Regions from separate parts of the Mus musculus genome. Here region 1 is linked to region 2. A link is a contact called in public HiChIP or PLAC-seq data. All regions are on one chromosome and are shown on one strand. Each heading gives the region's core, a stretch centred on a gene start, on an enhancer-like site or on the middle of the called end of the contact. The rest is flanking DNA. Distances are from core to core; before and after follow the strand shown.

Evidence for each region. HiChIP or PLAC-seq counts read pairs in DNA pulled down with a chosen protein or histone mark.
Region 1: a contact with region 2 is called in an H3K27ac HiChIP or PLAC-seq map of embryonic stem cells, with 5 read pairs. The contact joins the promoter of Tnk2os here to the enhancer-like site in region 2. A contact is called at or near these places in 1 of 39 promoter capture datasets (second pharyngeal arch cranial neural crest), 1 of 15 datasets of contacts at CTCF or cohesin (large pre-B cells), 2 of 484 Hi-C or Micro-C datasets (bone marrow-derived macrophages and liver), 2 of 115 datasets of contacts at active chromatin or transcription factors (embryonic stem cells and extraembryonic endoderm stem cells) and 4 of 9 other capture datasets (adipose tissue, embryonic stem cells, liver and 1 more).

The regions. Positions count from the first base shown.
Region 1 is chr16:32,666,835-32,669,716 of GRCm38.p6, reverse strand. Tnk2os (tyrosine kinase, non-receptor 2, opposite strand) reads left to right here and starts at 1,520. Exons shown (of 3, transcript NR_033493.1): 1 at 1,520-1,762. It overlaps Tnk2 (tyrosine kinase, non-receptor, 2), which reads right to left. Exons shown (of 16, transcript NM_016788.3): 4 at 1,275-1,496; 5 at 178-330.
Region 2 is chr16:32,537,029-32,539,778 of GRCm38.p6, reverse strand. No RefSeq gene overlaps it. Among named protein-coding and RNA genes, the nearest start is that of Zdhhc19, 42 kb to the right of the region's middle. Within about 2 kb of position 1,453, at least 38 of the 459 cell types and tissues checked have an H3K27ac peak or open chromatin away from gene starts, as enhancers often do. A contact at or near this core is called in embryonic stem cells, extraembryonic endoderm stem cells and pancreatic islet, where this site is marked.

The DNA of each region.
Region 1 (2,882 bases), core at 271-2,770, 130 kb before region 2:
TATGGGCACATCTTGCCAGTGAGCAGTAGAAAATCCAGAGATGACAGCACTAGGCAGTACCCTGGTAAACCCCTTTGCCACTTGTGGCGGGAAACTGGAGCAGGCAGGAGGAAGAGTGCGTCTGGGAGCCCAGACTGCAGGTAGCCCTCTGGCCTTCCCTCCCACCCAGCCACTCACCATCTTCATGGGTAGTGTGAGCACCACACCATACAAGCGAATGAGGTTTCGGTGGTCTAGTGAATGCATGGCATTGACCTCCCGGATGAAGTCGTCCATGGCCTCTGGCTGGCTCAGCACGTCAGGCTTCAGGCACTTGACGGCCACACTCACCTGCCCAGTGCAGGATTAGCAGGGCGTTAGACCTTCATGGTTCCCAACACTGAGCTAACTGCACCTTCCAACTCAGAGTAAAGCCCCTTGCGTCAGACCTGTTCATCTGAGTGCACAAGCATGCCATCAGTTTATATCCTACATCCTCTGCACTGCAAGAGGGTGGCAGCTGACTGACCTCTAAAGGTCACTAAATGTGGGCCTCTTCTTTCTGGGCAAATTCCCAAATTAGCAGTGACAATAAATTAAGAGATGAGCAATATAAAGACAGAACAATAATATAGTTGAACTATAATGCCATAATCTATGGATGCCCCCCACCTTGGAAAAAGGGGTGCTGAGTGGCCAGGGCTTGACAAATCCTGCTGGGTGCTAGCAATATTAATATACTGTCTGGGAAGTGCATCTGGCCCTATATATTTACAATAATCTGTATCCCCCCACACCCCATACGTGTATGTTTGTGTGTGGTTATCCACTAGGGAGTTTTAATTAAGAGAAAAAAGGCTATGACTTAAATATGTAAATCTAATTTCTATCTTAGTGATGAGACATAGCTCAGTGGCACAGCACTTGCTTCAAAGCTGATCCAAGACCATGAAGGAAGGAAAGGATAAAGGGACAGAAAATACTTTGTCACTGCAGGTTCAAAGCCACCCTGGTCTACCCAAGATGCTGTCTCACAACAAATCCCTGCAGGGGTTGGGGTGGCAGGAGGGGGCGCTGCAGCCCTGCCTCAGCCGGGCAGTGGGAGCTGCAGGCCTTTGCCTTTCATTTTTCCGTGTCCAATCTTTCATAGTAAGCAAACTATCTTTAGACTTGAAAAAAAGAAATCACTGTGCTCAGTTAAACCTGAACATGGCTCAAAAGGTGAGTACTTTCACAACTGTCCCTAGTCACTTGTCGCCTGACAGAAGGGGAGAGGTGCCCACCCCAGAGCTCACCGTCTTCCCTGCGGGGGCGTCCCATTCACCCCTGCGCACCACGCCAAAGGAGCCATCCCCCAGCTTCTCCAGCAGGCGTAGGTCTTTCTCCCCAATGAGGCAGGTGAGGCTCTGCAGGGTCCCCTCCCCTGGCAGGCTCCCTGGGGTGGGGGAGGGCTTCCGGAAGGTGCTCTGAGAGTGCTGGGAAGGGAACTCGGCCTCCAACCGCTTTCCACTGAACACCTGTTTGAAAGCAGCCAGAAGCCAGATGGAACCCAGGGCCCCAGAGGCACTCAGTCCCACCCTACTGGTAAGCCTCAGACAGCTCCTGGCTTTGCCAAGCTGCCAGGGGCAGCCTGTTAAAGGCACACACTTCTAGCGTACACCCTAACGGGGAACCCACAGCTGAAGCCTCAGGGTAGTCGTCAAAAACAGATGAAGATGCTGCTTGTGGATGAAGTTAACCCCAAAACGGTCTGTGAAGACAGAGATAGCCCAAAGCCCTCCAGGTACACCCCCAAGCCCCAGCCCTGGCAGCCCTGGCCTTCAGCTCCTCCCCATCTTACCCTTCCCTTCCTGAACCTCCTAAACGGCACAGCCTCTTGCCCCTAGCATACAAAGAGAGGGTAGGAGCCCGAGGGGCCCTCCAAACACCTCCCTGTCCATTTTTAGCCCTGGCCCCTTCTCTGGGTTAACCATTTGGCACTGTCTGTCTCTATCCTCCCTGGGGAGTCGGCTGCCCTTCATCCTGCCCAGGGGAGAAGATAATTTTAGTCTGAGGTTGACCCATGAGTATGTGTTATGTGTGTGTATGTAGTGCAAATGAAGCCAGTCTTTGCTGGAGAAGGGCCTGGAAAGACAGCTGGATTTCTGGAGGGGCGCCTAGAGCCAAGGGCTGAGAAGGAAGGAAGACTAGAGGGGTCTCCAAGGCCTGTTTTGGAGAAAGAAGGGCCAAAGGTCAAGAGACAGGAAGAGGGGGGCTATGAAGGAACTCACCTGGCCATGCAATCTGACTTGGCCCCTCCACTGGGCATCTAAAGCTCTAGTGCCAGGCTACAGACTCTTCTCGTTGCCCTCAGAGCTGGCCAACCTTACCCGTGTGTGCTGAGTGATAGGTTCTTTCTCCCCAGCTGGTGAAGTGAGCCAACTCAAGCCACATTAGAGTGGTCATGGGGAAAGTGGGGGTATGGGCGGAAAAGAGAAAGAAAGAGAGGGTGTGCACAGAGAGAAGAAAGGGGCGGGAGGGAGAGAAGGAGATAGACAGACAGACAGAAAGAGTCAGAGAGAGATGGAAATGTCTGGGTTACTAGGGAAGAGCCTCTGGGAGAAGGGCAGCCCCTGGGCTGGAAAGTTCTGAGTTGGGGGTGGGGGGTGGGGCGGGCAGAGTATGCCAGGTAGGGACTGAGGGATGCTGGGAGACCCTGGAGGCCAGGTCTGCTTTGGTATGTAAAATATGCCCCTCAGCCCCTTGTCCCGAAATCAAACACTAAGGGCAGCTCAAATCTGAGGACCTGTTTGGACTTTGTCCCCTCCTCCCAGTATTTTCCTAATATTTGCCAATAAGTTCAATTTACAAGATCTACTTTCGCCACTGCAGCCACGAGGCCCTTTGCACAGTCCTACATGGTA
Region 2 (2,750 bases), core at 204-2,703:
TCTGTGATATATAATGAGAGAAATATCAGCTCAATAATTCTTTGTAAGTCCCTCCTGTCACTATTTTTACTGTGCTTAGTTTACTTAGAAGATAACTTAAAAGCAAAAAGTTACATCTTTCACTCTAAGCAGTAGCACCCCACCCCACCCCACCCCATCTTACTCCTTCTCAAAGCTCTAAGAATTATTTAGATTTTTAAAAACAAAAATCAATATCCATTGAAACAGGGAACTCTTCAGTTCAGTGCAGGGTTTTGTTTTGTTTTAGGGGGTGGGGGAATTTAGAGACTGGGTTTCTCTGTGTAGGCTATTGTGTTTTATAAGAAAGAGAGAGAGAGAGAGAGAGAGAGAGAACCAGGATAGTTTGGTAGAGGTGGAAGGGGGCACCTCTGCAGGATGCCATGATAAGGCATCCCTCCTTCTCCTCTCCCCGCAGCCCCAGGTACCAGCCACGGATATAATATGGAAGAGTTTATTTAGGGCATGGGGAGGGGAGTTGAGGAGGGAGTAGAGACAGAAAAAGGCAGGGTGAGGGAGAAAGAGGGAGGGAGGGAGGGAGGGAGGGAGGGAGGGAGGGAGGGAGGGAGGGAGAGAGAGAGGAAGGGAAGGAGGAAGGGAGTTTGGGGAGAGAAAAGACAGAGAGGGTAAGAGAGCAAGAAAGAGAGAGAAAAGGAGGCAAGGAGCCCCTTTTATAGTGAGTTAAGCTTCCTGACTGTTGCTAGGTAACCGTGGGGCGGAGCCTAGAAGGAATGCTAACACTGGTGGTCCTGAAACTCACTCTGTAGACCAGACTCAAATTCCTAAGATTACCTACCTCTACCTCCTGAAGGCTGGAATTAAAGGCTGGCATTTCATTTTCATTCCAAGTGAAAAAGATTTTTGTGAGAACTCTCATATTAACTTCTCCAAGAGTAGGATAATAACTTAGCTTAGGTTTGACTTTTATCCTGACTCCATTTTGATTTTTAATTTGCTCTGTTGGTTTGATGTTCAGGCTTCGACCTTAAAAAAACCTTTCTGCCCCCTTATTTACACATAAATGTACTCAAAGCAGCATGTGAGTGCTTTTACCTAAATGGAATCATTTAATACATTTTTTTTATGCTCCATTCCCCAACATCAAATATTTGGTTTGTCTGTTTGTTCACAGATCACACCACTCAATGTGCCATGCACAGTTTATGCTTCCCTTGTTGATGGTCTGGACCCCAGCTCCTCCTCACATGACCCTCAGAGACAGGCTCTGCGGAGGAGTCCGTCCAGCTTCCAGGAAGCCTCCTGGGTTGGCTCACTTTGAAGCTGGGCCACCCACAGACCCTCACAGCTTGGATTCAAGATCAAGGACTCCCCCACCCTACAAAAGCCTGAGGGGCAGGAAGGACCCAGCAGAGCCCAGGACCTTGCTGAGGCCATGGTTCCACCCTGCTGGGTAAGCTCTACAAAGTTCTGCTGGCCAGGGGGCCCACCAGTAAAGAAGATAAAAGGAGAGGTAAGGTAAACACAGTGAGTAGGCTAAAGGCTGCAGCAGAACAAAGGGGCTACAGATACAAATATAAGAAGAGATTAAGCCCTTGCTTGATCTAAAATTAGGACTCTTGAGGAACAAGGTCTCAAGCTGGAGGCAGATGGTCCTCTAGGAGAGCAGCCCCTCTTCTAAGATTCCTTCTTCGTGCTTGATGGCTAGGGCTCTTGAGCTACAGTCCCTGTTAGGAACTCCTTCAGTTGGAATTTGGTTATCCAGTCAACTCTTAAGAGGAAAAAACACTTCACGAGTTAGGGAGAAAGGCCTTAGTACTATACCAGCATGCTTGGGCTTTTCTGTGCTGGAAACATCTCTCCCACGCCCTGATACTCAGTTACTAATGATTTTCTACCTGGCTTGTAAACTAATTCACTTAGCATTTAGGAAATAGCATCACACTTAGAAACTCTTCGTGGCCTTCCTCATTACCTAAGAATTTGAACTATACACTAGGGCCACTGAGAAAATCTGAGCTGATTAAAACTTCATTAGTATTTATTGATAAACAGTTTGTTTGTTTGTTTATCTTTTTATTTTATTTTATTTTATTTTATTTTGAATATATGAATATTTTGCCTGGATGTATGTATATGCACCATGTGTATACCTTGTACCACAGACGTCAGAAGAGGGCATCAGATCTCTGGGATCAGATGATTGTGCTGAAGGAAGATAAAATATTGTAACTTGTGAGTTTAGGAGCCCACAGCCCGGCCTGGGACCAAGAACAAAGCAGAACAGCCCCCAGGCATGCCAGGGCAGGGCTGTTGTTAAGGCATTCCTAAGAACATCTTGACTGTAAAGATACAAGGACCAGCAGGGCTATATTATCTAAGAATCTCCCCTCTGTCTATTGCCCCTTGGTGCCGGGTAAAGTCATACATCAACTGGTTGCTATGTGAACAAAGATAAGCCCCCCAGTCCACAGGAAGAAAGTCCTGATGCCCTATGTTCTTTCTGTTAATGTTTGAATAAGCCAATAGTGTGTCGCTGTGCTGAATTCCACATCCCTAAGCCCCTTACCCCATAAAAACCCCTAGCTTTCAAGCCTCGTGGCCAACATCCGTTATCTCCTGTGTGGGATACATGTCGGTCTGGAGCTCCGTAATTAAACGTCCTCATGTAATTACATCAAGATGGTAGTCTGTTCGTGATTCTTGGGTGCACACCGAATCGGGAGTTGAGTGGGGGTTTCCCCACTAGGTTCTATCAGAGCCACCATGTTGGT